2 separate regions of the Mus musculus genome follow, and region 2 is linked to region 1. The links are chromatin contacts, called in public Hi-C maps. All regions are on one chromosome and are shown on one strand. The core of a region is the stretch at or near the end of the contact, and the rest is flanking DNA. Distances in the headings are between cores, read along the strand shown. Region 1 overlaps Dlgap5 (DLG associated protein 5). Region 2 overlaps Fbxo34 (F-box protein 34).

The links. A called contact is a pair of places that touch in the nucleus more often than the background predicts.
Region 2: a Hi-C map of neural progenitor cells shows a contact between it and region 1, with 2.4 times the contacts expected there. The contact joins two enhancer-like sites. A contact is called at or near these places in 26 of 484 Hi-C or Micro-C datasets (the C2C12 cell line, the C3H10T1/2 cell line, the HPC-7 cell line and 17 more), 3 of 115 datasets of contacts at active chromatin or transcription factors (bone marrow-derived macrophages, extraembryonic endoderm stem cells and memory CD8 T cells) and 3 of 9 other capture datasets (adipose tissue, liver and pancreatic islet).

Annotation. Positions count from the first base shown.
Region 1 is chr14:47,393,065-47,398,063 of GRCm38.p6, forward strand. It overlaps Dlgap5 (DLG associated protein 5), which reads right to left. Exons shown (of 19, transcript NM_144553.2): 14 at 2,691-2,910; 15 at 1,073-1,253. Among named protein-coding and RNA genes, the nearest start is that of Lgals3, 22 kb to the left of the region's middle. Within about 2 kb of position 2,142, at least 74 of the 459 cell types and tissues checked have an H3K27ac peak or open chromatin away from gene starts, as enhancers often do. A contact at or near this core is called in adipose tissue, cerebral cortex, memory CD8 T cells and 1 more, where this site is marked.
Region 2 is chr14:47,531,227-47,536,225 of GRCm38.p6, forward strand. It overlaps Fbxo34 (F-box protein 34), which reads left to right. Exons shown (of 3, transcript NM_001146086.1): 3 at 1-736. The coding sequence ends at 46. Among named protein-coding and RNA genes, the nearest start is that of Gm35166, 26 kb to the left of the region's middle. Within about 2 kb of position 2,860, at least 209 of the 459 cell types and tissues checked have an H3K27ac peak or open chromatin away from gene starts, as enhancers often do. A contact at or near this core is called in adipose tissue, cerebral cortex, memory CD8 T cells and 1 more, where this site is marked.

The sequences.
Region 1 (4,999 bases), core at 892-3,391:
CAAAGTTGTTTTAAGATGCCTTCTGGTAAACGTTTGCAAATGAACATTAAAAAAGCTGTGTGTGTGTGTGTGTGTGTGTGAAGGCCACAGGCTTGCAAAACAAGTGACCCACTGAGCTATCTTGCTGGCCCCAGTAACAATATGACTCAACTGCTATTACAGGTCTTCTTAATATAGATAATAAACTATAAATTATATAAAGTCTAATAATAAATTATACAAAGTATGATAATAAATTGATATCTTACAAAACAGATTTTTATAATACCAAAAGCATTTTTGAGGCCCTAAAGGATGAAAATGCTTTTGGCATATATCAAAAGTTTAAAAAGACATTATAGTGCTGGGATTAAAGGCGTGCGCCACCATTGCCCGGCTAACATTTTTCAAACTTCAGGTTAATAACAAGTCCAACATCTTCTCCAGACATCAGATTACAATTTCCTACTTGTTTAAGGTTCCTCTTCCCCCTCAGATGAGCTGCACACTTATCTATGAGCCACCGGAAGGACAGCTTAGGTTATGCTGATGCAATTGTGTAGAGAATGGATCAGTTTGAGCAACTACAAGCTAAACTTCATTAAGATACCACTTAAGTTTCTCTCCCCGTCCCTGGCAGGGCTACTCTAAGGGTTGGCTAGCTAATGACCTAAAGCGATGTCTAGGTTGTCTGCACACACTGGGCACTTTCTCTCACCAGAGGATACCACACTGCTTCTCTCCCTTGTACTGCACGGTACACTTCTGCCAATTGCATCAGGACCACTTACCAACTTCAGTCCTGGTGCTTTAAGACAGGCAGTGTTGCTAAAGCTGGCTCCAAACTGCTGGCGAAATAATCCTTCCACCTCAGCCCCTGAGTGGCTATGATTACCAACACTAGAGTTGGTTCCAACCTGAAATCTGAAGTCTGTTTCCTTAGAAAAGAGGAAGCCTTGCCCACATGTTACAGGGTTACATGTGAAGTTTAATTAGAAACATACGGCTGATATATATACTTTACCAGCTTAACCATATGGAACGATAGCTCACGTCAATACCACTAAACTCACAGTACACATGAAAGAGATACCTGCTTTCAAGACCATCTGAAAACGTCCGATCAACATGCTCGCTCTTGCTGCTCTGAGGGTCCGGCTTCTTCAGTGGCATCTTCTGTCTCAGAAGGTCCCCTGCAGCCCTGCCCTCAGGCACAACTTTGCTGGCAGACAGAGGTGTTCCAAATCTTTGAGAACGACGTTCAGAAGACAGGACTGGAAATAAGAAGAACAAGCCCCATAGCAAGTCTTTCCGGCCAGTCTCTGTTCAGAGAGGAGGCACAGAGCCTGCTCTTGTCAACATCTGTTACTGTCCAGTACCAGGGGCTTTGTGGGACAAGAGGATCGTCACGTTAGCCCGTGCTTAGCTTTCATATGCCATGCCTATGATGCAAAAGGCTGCCGAGAGGCTCAGTTGTTAAGGACACTGGCTGTTCTCCCGGAGGAGCCAGGTTTGGTTCCCAGCACCTAGTGATATTTCACGACAGCTCTAACTCCAGGTCCCGGGGATCTGATATTCTCCTCTGACTTCCACAGGCATCAGGCACACACGTGGTGTGGACAAAGTGTAGGTAAAGGTACATAAAATCAAACTAAAACTTAGAAAGAAAGACGAAGAGGTGCACCTCTACAGGAAGAATGTTTTAGAAGGTATAATGTAAATTAGCAAGTGGGCTATCCCTAGCTAACGCAGGCAACAAGTGCTTGGGTCAAGAGCGTTGACTCAGAGGAGTGGCGGCGCACACCTTTATCTCAGCACTTAGGAAGAGGTAAGAGATCTCTGTGAGTTTGACGCCAGCCTGGTCTATATAGTGACCAGCAAGGGCCACACAGAGAAACCCCGAGTCAAAAGAGAGTCTTTCCTGGTAAGTTGAGACATCAGCTGTATCCTGCTGTAGATGGTTACCAAACACCGCTGAAACATAGGCTAGTCATGGGAACAGGGGAACAAGAAAGCATTACAGATAAACTGCTGAGATACTCGGCTTCCTCCAACATGGCACTTGAGCAGCTGCTGCCAGAACCACAGTCCTAGCAGGAGGTAAGAGAATGACCTCACGTGGGTAGCGTACAGGAGACTGTTGAATACAGGGATGCGCAGTGGGGGCTGGTGGCACAAGCCCGACACCACATCCTCTCCAGAGGCTCAGACAGCAAGCTACAGGCCTGTGTGAGTCCAAGGACAGCCTGGGAAACTTAGCCAAGCCTTGTCTAAAAAGAGAGGATTTCAGAAAAGGAGGCTATGTCTGGAGGGACAAGTGCTTGCTAACCATATGTCAAGCTGAGTTTGCCCCCAAGGATCTCAAACACAGCAGCACAGATGACTCCCTCAACCCCCGTGCAGAAGGGCATGGCTGAGGGAAGTGTGATGGCTCAGGTCTGCTTCCTCTGCATTGTACCCCTAGCCCAGCTTGTCTCGGAACCTCACAGACAGACTGGCACTGCATGGCAGAGACAGCTATGGCATCACTTGGAGAACAGGCACAAGCCCGCACTCGTCTCAATATTTGATGTGCACGCAGGCTTGCCAGCACAGAACCCACTTCTAGCCATCAGCGTGTGGGCTCTTTCATGGGAAAGTCACTCTCCACCATTCACTCCAGCCCCCAGTTGGCCCAAACACCGCTCTTCAGTCTCAGCAAAGCTACAAACCTGAGAATGACTTCACTGGGCTCTCGATTCTGAAAAACCCAGCATCAAACACTATTTTGTCAACTTCCTTTGTGTTCTCCGGAGCTGCTGCGTGGGCCTGCACTTCCTGCTGTGGCCTGCCTTTCATTGCATTCTTTATGGCTGCAAGGCGACTCCTAGCTGCCGCTCGTCCGTCGTCATCCTGCTTTGCTTTGCTTGTTCTACCGGGCACAATTTTTTTCTGCAAGGAGAAATAGTAATTAAAGGTATGTTCATTACCACCTTCTCCTGTTCCTGTGGTACTGAGGACTGACCCCAGAGCCCTCCCTGTGCATACCAGGAAATCGTTCTTCCACTGAAGTTAAGTCCGTAGCCCTTTTAACTTTTATTCTGAGACAGGGTCTCACTATGTTGTCCCCCATGGCTTGAATGCACACCTGTTTCAGCTCAGGACCAGCTGATATTAAGGGGACATCATCCCACCGACTGAGCACCACCTTGTGGCGTCTGATGGTGTGGATGAAAACGACCCCCATAGGCTCATGCGTGGGAATGGCTGGTCCCCAGTCAGAACTGTTAAGGCAGAATTAGAGGTGGCCCTGCTGAAGTAGGTATGCCCTTGTTGGAGGAGGTGGGGATGGGGGCTGGTGGATGAGGTTTCATAAAGTTCTCTCCAAACAACCAAACAATGTAGAAGGAGAGACATCTGGTGGTCACAGGCAGAATTACAATTCTTATATGATAGAGACACTGATAAATTACTTTGAGAGCTAAACACACAATTAAGAAATACCCACAGTATGTCAGGAGCAAGTCTGTAATCCCAGCATCCTGGAAGCTGAGGCAGGAGGATTCTGCTAAGCCTGTCCCTGCGCCCCCAGCATAGCTGTAGCCATTTTGTTCCATGCCCACCAGCTATTTCATATTGTTGCCTGCCAGTCATTGACACAGAAAATACCAGACCCAGACTGGGGGGCATGCTTCCCACAGAACCTGTCATGGTGCTGAATGTTATAAGGCTTGCTAATCTTAGATCCCACAGCTGTAAGCTTCACAAAGGACCCATCAAATCAAAGATCAATATCAACTGTTATGTTTAAAATGGCTTGAGTCAGGGCTGACCACCGGGCAGCCCTTCAGCACCTGCGCATGAACTCACTGTGGTTTCAGCCTCTATAAGCTGGCCCTGAGAAATGTCCAGTGCACAGCTTTGAGCTGTTGCCCTGGTTGATCGGTCTCAGGGTATGTGTTCAATAAACCATCCTTGTTTAACTGAGATCAATATTCGCCTGGTTTATGGGGTGACTCCTGGACCCCAACAGATTCTATGTTTGAATTCAGGCTGGGATATTTAGTAAGACCCATCCCAAAAAACAATTATCATTATACTAGCCATTTTTTATAAATAACATCCTTTACCATTAAAGAAGATGTAAAGTGTGTTCAACGATCTGACCATTCTTCTCAGATCTTTGTACTGTGATCTCATTGAGAGGAAATAATAAAGTTTATTTTACTGAGACAGAATCAGAGCAGCTTTGTTTGCATAACATAGTATAAAGTGTCAGAAGGAGACTGACCGTTTGATAAACGTCCATTTGAGGTGTACGATGGACTTCAGAACGCTCTTTAAGTTATGTGTACATGGGTGTTTATGTGTGAGACTGTGCATGAGTGCAGGTGTCCTGTCCCCAGAGTCCAGAAGAGAGTATCAAGGCCCTAGAGCTGGAGTCATAGCCTTTGCAGGCTGCCCTGTGTGAGCTGGAGTCGCAGCCTCTGCAGGCCGCCCTGTGTGTGCAACAGAGAGCAGCTCTTGAACCCAAGTGGATTCTTATTAGATTAAAAAGCATGATTTACAGGAAAAATAGAAAACCTCATAAGCACAGTGAAGAAATACATAACGTCTCTCACTCCACAGTCTGTCCCACAAGAAGCTTGCATGATCTGCCCACTAAGAGCATGGGCTCTGGAATGAGGAACCCTGGAATGAAAGCCTTGGGCAAATGATTTCATCTTTGGAGTTTTGGAATTTTCAATCATAAACTGTGACTATAGCACCCAACCAACTGGACTGCTATAAAGCTTAACATGTGACTATCTAGAGTTTAGCATAAACAAAACACAAATTATCTACTGCTATTGCAATCACAAGCAAATACATAAACATAGGAGGTGTGTTCTGGTTGTGTATAACAGAGTCTTGCTATATAGTCCTTGCTGTCCTGATACTTGCTATGTAGCCCACGCTGGTCTTGAACCCTGCCCAGCCTCCCTAGAGCTGGTATTACAAGGCTGCCACAAACATATGTCAACACGGGTCCAACTCTCAG
Region 2 (4,999 bases), core at 1,610-4,109, 140 kb after region 1:
AATCCATAAGAAGACGAGAGGGAGTGAGACGGAAGAGGAGTACTGAAGTCCATGGGACAGGGAGGCAAGAGGACCGTGAAACACTTGGGCCAACCTCCAGGGCTGCGAGCTCCCCCGGCCCTTCCTGATCTCTGCTCAGCTCTGACTGCCATTGCTCAGGCATTTTAAACTGTTTCTCAGCTGTACAAGAATTTAGTTCCATGGTTTTGTATGGTGGTGCCTCACATTAAACCTATCCAGCTGTGAAGAACTCTTGCCTGTTTTCCTCCATCAAGGACATTCAGAGGTCACCAGGCAGTCTCCACAAGGGGATCCTGAGGTGGTCCAACACTGGCTCTGCACTTGGAGTGAGTGAGGAGGGAAGCACACGGTTGAGAATTATGCCTCAGAAAGAAAACCAGGCACCTTACCCTAGGCCTGTATGCTCGTTCCCGTGAGAGTGGTGACTGCAGACCGACATGCCCTGTGCTGTTTACAGTGTGTATAATGGTTGTGCTTGCACAGGGCTGTGAACGTGCACATTAAACCCGAGCGCCTTTACCTGTAGATGAGTGCTTTGGCCCCTCTGTAAATAACGTGATTAAAATTCAGTATTGTATATTATGAACAGCTGACTAAACATAATCACCACAGAATAAGACAATATCATATAATAGATTAAAATGTTGTGCATCCTTTTGTCTGGTTAAAAATTTTTTAAAAAAACTTCAATAAAAAAATAAACGTTTTAAATGAGGTCTGGTCTTAAAATAAGATTTTACTAACTTTATGAATGTTCATGTAAATTCAGGCAGTGTTGGAGGAGACCAGCCAAGGGTGTTGGACCCCCTGAAGCTGTGCTGGGAAGTGATCTGTGTGTTGTGCAGAGCAACAAGTTCTCTACTGCTGAGCCATTACAGCCCAAAGATGGATTTCGTGCACGTGCGTGTGCTTGCTCTTGAGTGTGCGCACACTAAGGTGGCAGAGCCACCACTGTGGTGGTCAAGTGGCAGGCAGTTGTGAGCCGTGCTATGAACTGGACCAGATTCCTGCCTACGTCATCTGGTCCAGATCCTTATGCATTAAGTTCTTATGCATTAAGTTGTAATTAAAAACAACAACTTGAGCGGGCGTGGTGGCGCACGCCTTTAATCCCAGCACTGGGGAGGCAGAGGCAGGCGGATTTCTGAGTTCGAGGCCAGCCTGGTCTACAGAGTGAGTTCCAGGACAGCCAGGGCTACACAGAGAAACCCTGTCTCGAAAAACAACAACAAAAAACCAAACAAAAACAAACCTTTGATGTGTGTGGGTATTTTGCCTGCATTTATGTCTGCATCACATGGTTACCTGCACCAACAGAGGCCAGAAGAGGGCATCAGCTCCCCTGGGAGTCTGAGCAGGTTTGTAAGTCCTCATGTGGTTGCTGGGAATTAAGCCCGAGTCCTCTGAAGAACAGCAGTGCTCTTAACTGCAGTCACCTCTCCAGCTCCCTTCTTAGGGCCCTTCTGTTAAAGTCTTGTTTGTGTTCAAGCCATTTGTGGTGACTCATGTCTGTGATCCCAGAGCTCTGAGGACAAGGCAAAAGAATTGCTGAGTTTGAGGCATGCCTGGGCTACAAGAGGAGACATGTCAAATGCACCCCAAAACAGGGTTTAGAAGAAGGGAGGTTAACTTTTTATATTACAAAATCATCTTTCCTTAAATGTAAGTTTAAAATCTTATCGGCTTTTAACATTTTGAGTTTTGTGCAGTGCCTGCTGTATTCCCTATAAAGTACTATTAAAGAGTTCCCACAGCTGTCCACCAGTCACTTAGAAGCCACTGGGAGTCTTCAGGCTTGAAGACAGAAAGCTGGAGCTTTGAAAACAAAATCCAAAAACACAGAAAAAAACCCTGTTATCGGCCTAAGTTGCTGGCAGGGAGGATGGACGACAAATGTGGACGACTGATGGGGAAGGGCAGTGGTTGCCTTGGAGGAGGGTACACATTTGGCCAGGACCGGCAGGGAGCAGAGTGGAGGATGGTATTTAGGTAGAGCCAGCTTGGCCTATGTTAAGCAGAGGGTCATGAGGCCAGTGGCTTCCGAACTGGAATCTAGTTTGAATTTTTAAGATTGTGTGTCTGTATACTAGTGCGTGCATTTGTCCTTGTAAGCCAGAAGAAGGTGTCAGATTCCCTACTTCTGGAATTACAAGCAGTTATGAGTGTTGAATGCCAAACTTGGGTCTGTGGCTCTTAACTGCTGAGCCATATCTCTGGTTTGGGTTTTTCTTTTATCCTTCACAGTAACGGCTGAGAGCAGGCTGAGACTGCAGTGACCCCATGCCAGCGAGGCCACCCTGACAAGTGGACCATGCTATGCTAGCCTGGAGACGCAAACTTGGTCTGACACAACGCAAGAGGCTGAGAACAGCTCATCTTCAACACATCTGCTGTTGGCTTGTGCCAAGCTGGCAATCTGAATGTCCTCTAAGTTTGTTGTGACTCATAACTGGGATAAGGCGATAACACACAGGACAACCAAGGGTGTGACGTTCCTCATGCACTGTGTGTTCAACCTTTGCTGCCTGTGGCTCTCCCACGTGGGTACACAAGACAAACAACTCTGGGTTTTCATGAGTCAGCATTGCTGACCTGGTTATCACGTGCTCTGCAGCTGTGTGAGAAGCTGGGCTGACAACAGGGCATAGGATGCCCCCAGTGCACTTGGCCTTACCTCAGAAACAGACGGCCTGCATTAACTGTGGCAGGACAAGCTTCCCAGTGCTCAACAGAGGCTTGACACCAGCCCCCACCCCCAACCCCGCCCCACCCCACCCCCACGCTGAACTCAGACTACCAGAATGTAATGCTGCTTTTGAGACTCTGTGGCCCCCTAGTGTTGGATGTAGAAATAATCCACCCTTTGGTTTTTGGTTTTAAGAGCTTGTGTGTGTGGATGTCTGTATACCACATGCATGCAGTTCTGTGGAGGCCAAAGGGGCAGTATGTCCCCTAAAGTCAGAGTTACAGGCAGTTCTTAGCTGTCCTGTAGGTGCTGGAAACTGAACCCCAGCCCTGGAGGAGCAGCCAGTGCTAACCACTAACCATGCCAGAAGCCCCCAGGCGACCGGCCCACTCTCATGTCATGCCACGGTGTTCCCGTCCTGCATTGCCAAAGGTTCAAACCCCACCCCAGCCAAAGAAAACACCCACTCTGCTCTCACAGGAGGCGCTGCTCCACCTCAGTGTTTACCCCACCACTCATTGCAACTCCATCCTTCATAGAAACTGGGAACTGGGTCCCCATCCCATTCCTGAGATGATGGTTGGACTCTTGCTACCAGCTTGGAAAGGAACCAAGGGCATGTGCATTGTATATGACTTGTAATTCCAGCAGGGTCGCCTCTTTGAGGCATATAGTGAAAGCCTCTTAACAAAACCCCTAAATGTAACGTGCTTGCCGATGTGTCTGCTCACCCTATGCACTGATGGCCCCACTGCAACATCCACTGGGAACCAGTCCCACCCCTCTGCTGTGTTGGCCAGGCTCCTCCACGTGCCCCTTTGTATCTGTGTGTGGGGTTCCCTGGACTCCCGGGGTAGCTAGTTTGAGCACTTACCTTCAGTGCCTCACAGTATACACTCCATGACATGATTACATCCCATGTTTAATCAGCAATCCCTCTATAGTTAAGCCAAATCCCCAACCCTTTTCACTTTGTTTTAAAAAGTTGTCTCAAGTAGCCTAAGGTCATCTTTACATTTATGACCCTCCTGCCTCAGCCTTCTGAGTAGCTGGGATTACAAGCATGTACCACTAGACCTGGCTTGCTAGTATCAATTCAACATGTTGACTGTTGGCAGGTTTGGACAGTTCTGGCTCATTCCCTAATTGTCTATGAAGGATGAGAAACCTGAAGAGCACTTTGCCTCTGGACATAGCAGACCCCAGGAGACCAGGCTTGTATAGAGAAGTTCTTACAGGAGAACTACTGGCTACACAGCTGCTTGTTCTGGACCATGCTGCCAGTGGCTCCCAGCAGCAGGCCCTGGGCTTCCCTTAGGCTCTGTCTAGTCATCTCTGCAGTGTGGACTTTGAGCGCCTGTTAGCCTTTTGAGGCCATCTGGACAGTTTGTACAGAAATACTCCCAACCCTTTGCCACACCCTCAACTGCTGCTATTTCTTTGGCAGACTGGTTATTTGTCTTTCTTTATCCACAGACTGCATCATAGGTGCCATAAAGTCATTTGACACTAGACCCTTCTTCACACTGAATAGTGCCAATAATGAATCAATGCTATCAACTGCTCATCAGGTCCTGTAACCATATGTTGAACACACAGTGGGATGCTATCCTTTCCTCTGGGTTCATATAGGCTAGTGTTAGAATCTCAGAACTAGCGAAGTGCCGTGTGGGAAGTACACCATCCCTTCTGACATGCACATCACTCCTAACTTTATGGAAGTTCATGGCCATCGCTGATTTGCAAAGCCTCGTGGGAAGAGCAAACATTGTGGTTAGGCACCTTTGGGTGCCTCAGGTCCATTTGTGCCTAGCTGTTGAAGCAGAGCCTTAGTGGAGCAGTCTCCCACTCTAGGTCGCTGGCCTCGTTAGGAGTAGGGAACAGAGCCACTAGTTATCAGGTGGGAAGAGAAGTGGAATGGAGCAGAAACGGCATCCCTCGTAGGATAGAGGAAGCCCACTAAAAGCCAGTGAGGCCGACAACCTGCTATTCTGGTAAAGGTGCTTGCCTTGCAAATCAAGCAACCAAAGTTTGATCCTTGGAATCCACAGAAAGACCAACAGAAAATAAACTCCACAAAGTTGTCTTCTGATCTCTACATGTAGGTTATAGCATACATGCTCCCTCAAATAATTGTTCTAATAAGAACAATTTCTGTTAACTACTTTAAAAAAAGCAAAAAGCCGCCGGGCGTGGTGGCGCACGCCTTTGCTCCCAGCACTTAAGAGGCAGAGGCAGGCGGATTTCTGAGTTCGAGGCCAGTCTGGTCTACAAAGTGAGCTCCAGGACAGC